Linked DNA regions of Anser cygnoides: all the other regions are linked to region 2. A link is a contact called in public Hi-C data. All regions are on one chromosome and are shown on one strand. The core of a region is the stretch at or near the end of the contact, and the rest is flanking DNA. Distances in the headings are between cores, read along the strand shown. Region 1 holds the start of DHX29 (DExH-box helicase 29). Region 2 holds the start of SLC38A9 (solute carrier family 38 member 9). Region 3 holds the start of IL6ST (interleukin 6 cytokine family signal transducer).

Region 1 (3,840 bases), core at 752-3,251, 180 kb after region 2:
CTACTACTTTAGGATTTTAAACATTTTAAAAACTTGCATCACAAAATTCCTCTTGGGTCACATTTATAAAAGCATGTTCCTGTAGAGTTTTCCAATTAAATATGGACTTTTTTTCTCAGTATACAAAAGCAAAATTCAAGACCTGTATTTTATGGTACTGAATAACAGCAGCCTGAAACAACCCAAACAGCTGCCTTAAGACAAGAACCCTCTTTTTCTTTATCCTTCTTTCATGGCCACAAGCAGCTAGTGTCTCACGGCATAAAACAGTCGTTTTCTCATGCGGTATTTACATACTTCAGTAAGCTATAATAGACAAGTACACATTTTATTGAGACCACTCACATAAAAACTAACTTAAAATGGTAACTCTGGTTCTGCTTTGCTTCTGTACAAGTACTCTATGATTGCAATGTTCTGAAAAGTCTTCTCATGACTGTTCTCACAGAAAATTTTATCTTGAACTTGAGAAAAAAATGACCACTTAAGAGCAATGAATTCTGTCTGACAGAAGCGATATGTCACCCAGAGAAAGGTACAAGAACTCAGCAAGCACACACTTTTTACTTCTGTAGTTGAGTCTTCTACATCTTGAACTAGGAGGTACACATCTGTATTTGGTAGTTCCGCATGAAGTTTTATTCCATGAACTTATCTAATTGTTTCTGAACCAACAGCAACGTCCAAGTTCCCAACAATCTCTTAAGACAGACTACGCTGACAAAGTTCCTGCACTGTCCCTTCAATCTATTTTTTCACAACCCTCATAATACCTGTCAGGAGGTTCTAGAAAGAAAACAGACAGGCGCACAGATCCTAAGGCACAAAAATGGCACTCTAGCTACCCTTCGGTTGCCTCATCTCCCCAGCTTTCAACATGTCCAAGCTTTCCCTCTTCTCCATGTCAGGTACCTGCCATTTGTGTTCAAATTTAAAAGAACGTCTACACTTCTATCACAAATACGTCCTGCAATTATAATCTTACACGCCTCAAAAGTCTTTTTTTCTGTCCCTCTCGTCAAGTTCATATTCCTGTATCCGAAGCTGATTATGTCTTCCAGTGAGGTGGAAGGAGGCCTGCCTCCTCACTGCTTACTGCTTGCCACAGGCCTGAAACAAGCACAACGCCTTCGACCAACAGCCCCTGATCCACGTGCAGTAACAACACACAAACGTTGCATAATGGTTAACTACTGCTTTGCAATATTATTTTAAACCCCTCCAGTGCTCATCACTGGTGAAGCTGTACTACTAGCACATCCTCACATAAGTAAAGTTAATAAAAAACGAATAGGCAAATCCACCTTCACACAAAAACACTGCGAGGCTACATACGCTGACTATTCACGGGTGTTGTTCAGCTAACAAGTACACCCGGCTATAATTCCCTCACACAGCAGGCTGCATACTTACTTTGTGTCTTCTGATACAACGTCTTCCAATTTTGGTTTCTTTCCTGAAACCGCATCTTCTGTACTATTGACCTCGGCTTCCCTTTTGGCCTTCCCTGGCGCAGCCCCTGACGGCGCCTCCTCCGATCGCTTTCTGCGAACACACACACACACAGAGCACCCTCAGGCCTGCCTTTTACGAGCACATTTCCACAAAACCAGCCGGTGTCCGCCCCGCCGCCCCGGGAAGCCCCCCCCCGAGGAGCCACCACGCGTTTCCAAGTCACCTCCCGGCCGCCCCGTGCCCCGCGGGGTGCCCGGCGTTGGGGCCGGAGCAGCACCGCCGCCCCGCTCCGGGGGTGCCCAGCGACCCCCGCCGCCCCCCTCCGGCCCCGCTCACCCCGTCCTCCTGGCGGCCTCGGCGGCGGCCGCCTTGCTCTTGGCGGCGGCCGGCTCCGCCTCGAACACGCTGAAGAGCTCGTCCCCGAACGCGTCCGCCATCTTCCCCCCGCTCCGCTCCGCTCCGCCCCGCCCCGCGCCCGTCCCTTTCCCTTCCTGCCTGCCCCCGGGCCTCGGCCGGTTCCGGATCCGCTGCGGGCACGGAGCGCCATGGGCGGCCGCAACAAGAAGCACCGCGCTGGGGGCTCGGCCCATGCCGCCTCCACCGCCGCCGCCGCCACCGCCGCCGCCCGGGCGCGGGCCGCCGCCGAGGCCGGTGCTGCCGCTGCCGCTGAGGCGTCGGGCGGCCGAGCGGCCCCGCGGCCGCCGCCCGCCTGCAAGGAGCCTCGCGTCAAGCAAGGTGAGGCGGAGCGGGTTTTGGGGCTGGGGGTCGTAACGAGGTGTGGGTTTCAGGGAGAAACACGGAGTTGAGCGGGGCTGGGTGAGCGGCGGGGCCCGGAGGTGTCCGGGGAGGCTGGGCTGCCTGTAACGCCAGCCGGTGCGGCGGGCTGTAGGCGAGCTGGGCAGCGGTCGGGTCAGGCCATCCCATATCCCAGCTTGTTAACATGAAGTCCTGCAGTCCCTCGCCCCGTATTTTAAACTTCTGAGCCACTTAACTATGCTTTTCCAAATCTGGGCTCTGATACCTGTGTTTCCATGTCTCCCGCACCTCCAACACCACAGTACTTAGTTATTTACAGAAGCTGTCCAGCACGGGTGAGTCGTCCTGCTGAGGAGCTGGGGGGCAGCAGCACCTCAAGGAGCACCCTGCTTCCCTCTCCGGAGTGCCGTGCGGTCTGGCAGGCTGCTGAAAGCTCCGAGGCTGCTCAGCTCCTTTCTGTCTGCACCATACCAAGAACAGCGCTTGCATTCTCAAAAGGAACAGCATCTAGAATCAAGCTGGCTGTTGTGAGAAGCTAAACAATTTCAGTGATGATAAGTAGCATTGTGAACAGATATTTTTCCACTAACAGCTGCTAAATGAAAAGTAAGAACGACTGTAGCAGGTTAGACCACAGACCTGTGTAACCCAGTACCTTCCCCTAGACTGGGTCCAAATGCAGGTACCCAGGTGGGGACAGACCAGACATGCAGTGATACTTTCAGAGAGTACATCCTTCTCCAGTTGTGGCTAAAGGACTTGCTGAGCCATGTAGTATTTCTATTCAATATCCTTCCAAAAAAAAAAAAAAAAAGATTTCATTGTGCAAAACCATCCTGCTTCCTCTTGGGCTTAGACAAATGTCCTATACCCACAGCTTCAGTGGCAGAGCTGTGCTATGGAGCTGTGCATTTTGTAATTAAAACAAACAAACCATCACTCTTGCTTGCTTTGAACTTGCCATTAGCTTCCCTGTTTGGGGAGTATTATTCCCTGCTCTTGTATGGATAGTAGTCTGTCAATCATTTTTCCTCATTGTGCCACTCAGGATTTTATATTTTGTCTCCTGAGTCATTCGTTTCTTTACCACTCATTGGTAAATGGCCTTTCCACACCATTTAGTGTTCTTATTGTTCTTACGTGTATGCATGTTACTGGCATATTGGTGTAATACTTGCCTCATGTTGGATCTGCTTTAAAAACCATAAAGAGTGTTCTCTGCACTCTGCGTATGTAATTGATGGTTGTTTGCAATTTGCAGGTCCAAAAACTTACAGTTTTAGTTCACCAGTAGATTCCAGTGCTGCTGCTGCTGCAAATCTAGATAAGTCTGTTCTTAAGGTGAGTATCTTCTTTAGGTAAAAGAACGTTGTGATTCATGATACTCTTTTACCTGAGTAAATATTTCTTCAGCTATATGTGTTACGTTACACCTATGAACTACGTTCATGTGTTAGACCTTGTCTCTTGAGCTTGAGCTGTTTGGGGTTCTGAGTGTGCTTTGAGAAATGGGATAAAGCAGTAGGGTGGAACATCTGTTTTTAAGTAACAAATTATACATTACATGCAGGGCTGTGAAGAGCAGTGTTTGGGCTTCTGTTGTGCACGTATGTATTTCTTCATGTCAGA
Region 2 (3,551 bases), core at 51-2,550:
TTGCATGCATGCAGCCGAATTTCAGGGCGATGATGGGTGGTGGTAGTCTCTGCTGCCTCATTTCCTCCTGCGGTCTGAAATTCAGATTATGCAGCAGTTTTCTCACAGGAATAGTCCTGCTGCTTAGCCATGCAATCTGTCTTGGGCTGTGCTTGAGGAAGGAGTACAGGCTGGGACTGGTGTCTAGCTTGTTTTGAAATATCTTTCTCACGTGGGGAAGCTATCTCTGCTGTCTTCCTTACATGCAATGCAATTCAGCAGTTTCCCTTACCGTGAGCTATAAAAATCCCTACAGTTTTACTTTAACCAGTGTCTGAACTATGAAAAGGACATATTCCCAACTTGATTTAACTAGGAGCAACAACAACAAAGGGATTTTAAAACAATGATAGCCTCACGTAGGTGTGTTTGATTGCCAAGCATAAAAGGCTCTGGTAAATCCAGGCACAAGGCATCTCTCCTGCAAGACACTTTGATTCCATTTTCCAGAAACCATTGTGTGATTTGCCAATGTAGTTCAGACCTGCCCTATTACGGATCTGCTGTACCACAGTAAATCCCTCATAGTGCAAAATGGTGTTTTGTAGTGGAGAAGCAGCAGAATTATTTCTGTTCCCTGCTCTGGAGGAAAACTGAAGCTCCTGACTCTTTACCCCTTTGCAGCTGGGACAGTTATTTTCTTCCCTTCAGAACAGTGAATTTCTATGAGCACTAGTGCTATATTATATATAACCATTGTGTTTTGAATCAGTATTAAATGTACCTGTCTCTCTGTTTCCTTATTTTCCAACTGATTTAGTGTAGGACTTGTTAGTGTTAGGTCAGAGGCTGGACTTGGTGATCTTGGAGGTCTCTTCCAACCTAGATGATTCGATGGTTCTGTGAATTAAAAGACTACACAAGCTATCAGCCTCCCTATTTTCTTCAAGGTTTCCTCGTTTTTCTCCCAGCTTTGGGACTACCCTAGCAATGGACACCTGACCAATTGTCACTAACAAGTCCAATTCTTTTTTTCAGGGCTGTTTGGTACCTGCACGTGCATCCATACCTCGCTTACCCGAGAAGGCAGCCAGGCGCAGGACACGTTTAGTTACACACAGCACGTGTCCCCAACGGCAGCGGCAGGCCTGCTGCGGGCAGAGGCGCTCGGGTAGCAGCCACGGCGCTGCCTTTGCCCAGGAGGGGCAGCCACGGGGCCGCCACCCCGCAGGGCGCTCGCAGCCGGACCCGGCGCGCTGCTGCCGCTCCCCGGCCGGCACCGCCGCCAGCCGGCGGGGATCTGCCAGCGCCGCCCCGCTGCCGGCACCGCCCCGCTCCCTCCTCCCGGCCGCGCTCGGGCGGCTCCGCCGCGGGCCCGCCTGCGGAACTGCGCGGCCCGGCACGCCGGGAGGCTCAGCCCGCCTCCGGCCCGGCCCGGCCCGGCCCGCTGCCCGCCGCGGAGCGCCGCCGCCGCAGGTAGGGGAGCGGCGCCGAGCCGGGGCCGTCGGGAGAGCGGGAGCGGCGGGTGCCGGCCGGCCGAGAGCCGCGGCCCGGCGTGCCCGGTGTGCCGGGAGGAGGGCGGGCGGCGTGGGGGTCGCGGGGGAGCCGCCCGGCCGCGGCCCGGCTCCAGCGCGAAGCCCGCGGAGGAGAAACGTAACCGAGCAGCGGGCGTTGTGGTGGGCATGGAGGCCTCTGGGGGGATTCGTAAATCCTGGAAAAGCTTAAATCAGCCCTAACGAGCCCGTGGGCCCCCGTCCCTTTTAAAGGGTGGTGGGAAAAACGTAGATCAAGGACGAAGGCGCTAACGTTGTTTGCATTCCTATACCTGTGTCTTTAGAATTCACGCAAACACCTATATGCAAGTAACAAAGGCTTTAATTGTTGAAGACAAGTTATCGTTCCATTTCTTTTTAATTTTACGTAGGTATCATCTGTCAGTGGTTCTGCCCAAGGTACGCAGGAGGTCAACAACAGTACAGTTTGTATCGACAAGAGTGCTTTTTACCAAAGCAGTTATTAATTTACACTTGTTATGCATTTTAATCATCTTCAACCAATACAGATCTAGGAGAGTATGGACAAGCTAACTTGTGGCAAGCTGTGCCAGTTTTAAGGGGCTCTGAGTGTATGCTAATAGTCTTAGAAGCAGTATAGCATTCTTCAGTCCCTTTCAAGCTAGGGCCTATTGCCCCAGAAAAGGAACCAAGAAACTCTTCTGTATAACTTTGAAGTTCCTGTTTTTCGCTGTACAACGTGCTTATTTCTCACAGTTTCTATGTGCATAGCCTGCAGTTTACTTTAGATTTGTGCCATGACCTTTATTCATCCATTCATCAGTTCAGAATTTAAGAGAAGACCATGTCACGCCAAGTAGAACTTTTAAAAGTCATTTTCCTTATTTGAAGTAAATACTTGTATTAGTGGATTGTAGTATTTAAATCATGATTGTGAGGTGGGGTTATAAGAGTAATGGCTTTAAATAAGCATGAAACAGGTTAACTTGTCACAGTTTGATTTGTGAAATCTAGTTGTCAGGGAGCTATACTTAAAGGAACCACTAGATATCTCAAAGCAAAGGAAACTACTGCTGTGCATAACCATAAGAACAGTTTTTGGTGGCAAAATTGCTTCTGTAAGGCTTTAGTTGTAATTAAGCAAGTTAAAAAATAACAAGTTAAAGTTGATTTAAGTCTCTGATAATTTAAGATGCATGACTTCCAAATTAAGAATTAAGGCTTTGTTTGTGATGGCTTGTCCATTGGGTCTCCTTTCTACACAAAGAAACTGTTGCAGAACCAGTGCTAGCATCTGTGTAGCAACTTCACCTTTATTGACGTGGAGCTGTTGGATAAATAGCTCTCAGAGCTGCAGATGCTGTTTTGCCAGTATTTCCAGCTGCGCTGGCACCCCTGATGGCACCCTGGAGGCTGTGATAGTAGTTCCCCTCTCTGCCTTCTTCCACCTGACCTCCATGAAGAGTTCTTTGGTGAACAGCAGTCCTACAAACCAGCAAAGCACAGTCTGTGCTTGTGGGATGACTAGGATAACTGACTAACAACACAGTTTTGTGACGGCTGTGGTGTAAACCTGTTTGGTAACCTTCTGTAGCCTGGGCTGTCGGTCTGTACTAACCTGTTCAGGTGGGTTCTCACCTTAAAACATTGATACACATGCCTGTAGACAAACCAGATAGAAGCTTAGGTTCGCAGTACAAGCAAACTGTAACGTGGTTTTGTCTTCCAGTGCAAAGAAGACCAAGTCACAGCACAGCTACCAGGCTAGATTGAAGGTTATGAGTCTGCTGGGTCCTTGTCTTCACTCCCTGAAACTTTTCGGTCTTTCTCTTACCTCTTCCAGTATGATAACAAATGAGTCAGGTGTCCTCAAAGCTATTGTCTCCGTTTCCAAGCAGCTATACATTAATTCCCAGAGGTCCATTATAATTCTCAGAATGCAGCAGTGGCCACATGAAAACTGTGACCACAGTGTACCATAAGATACACAAACAGGATGAAGTTTGTCACGCAGCTTTGATTTTTGGCAATAATTCTTTATGCTTTATTTCCCAGTCT
Region 3 (3,693 bases), core at 871-3,370, 140 kb before region 2:
ACTATTTCCTTACAGTTTTATGGTATTTTTCTATACATCTAGAGTTGGCAGAAGGTTCTGAAGGGGAGATAAGGTATATAGGCGAGGATGCCATCATTAACTTTGAAACCTGTAGAAAATCATTGGGAAAGCAAATCTTAAAAGAGATCACACAATACTGAATACCACTACTAACTTGTTACTCTATTAATCGCGATTTGTACCAATACAAAAAAAAAAAAAGTACAATTGCAAACAAATTGTTCGTCTGTGCAACTTCAACAATGTGGAAATCATTTCACACCAAGTCTATAAATCGCCTGTGAAATATACCAGTTCTTGCTTATTTGGGGAGTTACAATTTATGTCAAGTGAGGCCTGATACGGGATTGCATTTGAAGTGTGTGGGGGGTGTTGTTCTACAAGTTCTGGAAATAAATCAAGAGTTGCTTCAGGCTATCAGATTTCGGAATGGGAATGTCACAAGAGGCTTTCTGTTGGCTAGGGGAAAAGGGGAGACTTGAGCCTCTACTCCTGGAAAGTCTATTTACCAGCAGAACTGTAATGATCTTACAGGACAGAGGATATGCTGGAACAAGAAAGAAAAAAATACAGTATTATTGCTGTCCTTCTAATTTGAGTCTGTTTCCACTTAACCTTTCATTGCCAAACATAGACTTATTTGTTTTATTTTATTTTTGGAGTATTCTGAGGCAGGGATATCCATAAAGATACTAATTTAAATATCTACAAAGATACTAATACAGAACGCCTACTAATTACACATGATTCTCACATCACCACAAGCACAAACACATCTGGAACCACAACCTGAAGAGAAAGCAGAAAGTGACAAATCTTAACGCCGAAGTACTTTTCTTCATAATGAACAAACTGTGCAACGTTGCGCAGAGGTCACTTGTCCTGATACTTTAGGAAGGGTATGAACACCCAAAAGCCTGCATGAGGAGATGGAAATTCGGTTAAGTGCAAAGACAACCAACGGGAGAAACAGCGACACTACAGGTATATGAGGTTGCTAGAAAGTGTGCCAGCTGCGGATAGGGAGGTGAAGTAATCAGTTTAAACTGCGGGTTACATAAGTACCTATCAGAAATGACTTAAGGATAGCTGATTTTGTCTTGAGGAAAGGTGGAGGAGCTAAATGACCCCTTGAGCGCCCTTCCAGCTTTACTTTCTGCTGCATATGAAATGTACAACAGCCACAGCGTTAATAACAGTGATGTTCCTGCTGAGGGTAGTAAACCATTTCAGAACATAAAACTAAGACCGGTATTAAATCTGTTTAAAGTTTCAACCTGTGAGAACATGTGAACACGTCAGAAAAAGGTTATCTCCCGCTATCCTTCCTCAAAGTTCTTAATCTTTTCTCATTAGCAGCTCATGCCAGCCAGCATTTGAGACAAGGTATTGCTGTAGTTACCCTACTTGTCAGGCCAATCCGCATACTCCCCGAACGACGTGACTAAAAGCGTATTATAATCCACTCAGGCCCAAAAGTTGTCGAAGAAATACACAGGCACAAGGCTAGAGCCGTGTGGCGAGAAGGAGCTCTGGCATGCATCATGGACGTCTGGTACGCTCCTGGGTAGAAATGGCTTAGTTTGAGGCTCTCGGCAAGGCGTAAAGTTGTGGCTGTGGCACTGAAAATCGTGGCTGCGGCATTTAAATGTCTTTTTTTCTCGCTTTGGAAGGGGAGAAGAATGACCCGGGCTCGGGAGGGCAGCCCGCAGCCCCCGCCCGCCCCGCTGACGGGAGCCATTTTTGGATCCGCCGACCTGAGGAAAATCCCCGGGGTCACCCCGACGCTCCCCGGCCCCACACCGGCCGGAGGACCTCTTCCAACCACCCCAAGCAGCCGCCCGCACCGTTTACGGGGACCTTCACCGACCCACGGGCTCCCCGTGCCCGGCTGGGTGCCCGCGGCCCCTCGGGACGCCCCTCAGCGGCGCCCGCCCCTCACAGCCCCCCCCTCCCCTCCGCCCTTCCCGGGCTCCTGGCAGCGGCGGGCGCGTTACGGGAAGCTCCGCCCCCTTGTCCCCCCCCCACCCCCCCCCCTCCCCCCTCCCTCCCCGCGGCGTCACGCGCCCCCCGCGCCAATGGCGGCGCGCGCCGGGGAGGGGCGGGGGCGCGCGCGCGCGCGAGCGCAGCGTAACGGGCGGCGGGGCCGCGCTCGCGCCGCGTAACGGGCGGCGGGGCGATGCCGGCGCGCGGCCGGGCCGTTATTTAGGGGCGCGCGGCGGGGCGGCGGCGGCCGGCGGCAGGTAACGGCTGGGCGGGGGGGGGGGGGAGGAGGAGCGGGCACCCACACACCGGGGCCGCGCCGCGGGGGCGGCCGGGCGAGGCTCCGGGCTGAGGCGCCGCCGTGGGGGTGTGGTGCGGTGCGGCGCGGCGCGGCTGTTGTGGGGACGGGGAACGGCGGGGTGAGGGGGGCACGGGGGGCACAGCGCCCGCAGCCCGCCGCCGGGCCCCGCGGAGGGTCTGCTCTGCGGGAGCGGCGTGCCCGGCTGGTTGGGGGGGTGGGAGGGAGGCACAAAGGAGAGCGGCTCGGCAGGCGGGCTGGCGGCGGCCGGGAGAGGGGTTCGTCCCGTCACGGAGCGGGCGAGGCTGGGAGGGACCCCCCGGGGGCCGCCTCAGGGACACCCCCGCCTCCCCCCCCGGGGCATCGCCGCGGGGACCCGTAGAAGGAGACTGCGCAGCCTCTCTGGGCGAGATCCGTGTTCCAGGCTGTCTGGGTGGCTGCTTGCTGCTGCTGAGGTCTCTCTGGAAGAGCAACCTGCTGGGGGAATGATGTGGCGCTGTGGTTTTGTCGCCGGGGAGGGGGAAAAATAAAGGTCTGCAAAGTGAAGAGGTCAGACGCGTTGGGAAGCGAAGAATTTTTTTTTTTTTAATCCTCTCTGCCCTTATAGGACGTAAAAGTAGTTACGCTTCTCTTCCTAAACGCTGTTGCTTGCTGAGGAATAATGAAATATAAAAGGTATCATCTGCTGAAAGCGAGTGATTTCTGAATTTAACCAGCTTAATAATTTGAGTGTTGGTATATTGCAATAGGAAAGTGAGAGAGGGAGAGCACAGGAGGACATACACTCCACGAACCTCCTGGATTTCTTGTTGGTGATGGTAACCTCTTTCTCCAAGTGCTAGAGGAGCCAAGGAGGAGAAGTGCTCTATGGACCTCGTACTCCTCAGCAGTGAGGAGCCTGTTGGGAATGTGAAGGTCAAAGGCAGCCTTGGCCGCAGTGCCCATGAGATGGTGAATTCAAGATCCCTGGGTCAGGAAGGAGGGTGGAAATCAACCTCCCCACCTGGACTTCAGGAGGGCAGACTTGGGCCTCTTTAAGGATCTGCATGGAAAAATGCCTTTGGAAAAGGCACTGGAGGGAAGAGGGGCCCGAGAAGGCTGATTAATACTCAAGGATCACCTTCTCCAAGCTTAAGAGCAGTGTATTCCAATAAAGAGGAAGTCAAGCAAAAATGCCAGGAGGCCTGTGTGGATTAACAAGGAGTTCCTGGCAAAATTCAAACATTGTAAGGAGGCATACAGAGAGTGGAAGAAAGGATGGGGAACCTGGGAGGAATATGGAGACATTGTTTAAGCATCAGGGTGTTGGGTTAGGAAAGCTAAAGCTCAAACAGAATTGAGTCTGGCCAGGGATGTCAGGACAGGGCTTATAGAGGCTAAAGGCTTCTGTA

What was found. Hi-C and Micro-C count contacts between places; a contact is called where the count stands out from the background.
Region 1: a Hi-C map of liver shows a contact between it and region 2, with 12 times the contacts expected there. The contact joins the promoter of DHX29 here to the promoter of SLC38A9 in region 2. A contact is called at or near these places in 2 of 7 Hi-C or Micro-C datasets (both in liver).
Region 3: a Hi-C map of liver shows a contact between it and region 2, with 10 times the contacts expected there. The contact joins the promoter of IL6ST here to the promoter of SLC38A9 in region 2. A contact is called at or near these places in 2 of 7 Hi-C or Micro-C datasets (both in liver).

What each region holds. Positions count from the first base shown.
Region 1 is chrZ:72,249,647-72,253,486 of Taihu_goose_T2T_genome, reverse strand. It overlaps DHX29 (DExH-box helicase 29), which reads left to right and starts at 2,001. Exons shown (of 27, transcript XM_048049427.2): 1 at 2,001-2,190; 2 at 3,473-3,552. The coding sequence starts at 2,001. It overlaps MTREX (Mtr4 exosome RNA helicase), which reads right to left and starts at 2,045. Exons shown (of 27, transcript XM_066988915.1): 1 at 1,792-2,045; 2 at 1,414-1,545. The coding sequence starts at 2,045.
Region 2 is chrZ:72,426,164-72,429,714 of Taihu_goose_T2T_genome, reverse strand. It overlaps SLC38A9 (solute carrier family 38 member 9), which reads left to right and starts at 1,300. Exons shown (of 15, transcript XM_066987986.1): 1 at 1,300-1,455.
Region 3 is chrZ:72,562,664-72,566,356 of Taihu_goose_T2T_genome, reverse strand. IL6ST (interleukin 6 cytokine family signal transducer) reads left to right here and starts at 2,120. Exons shown (of 16, transcript XM_066988860.1): 1 at 2,120-2,264. It overlaps LOC106035612 (a long non-coding RNA gene), which reads right to left and starts at 2,037. Exons shown (of 5, transcript XR_010827941.1): 1 at 811-2,037.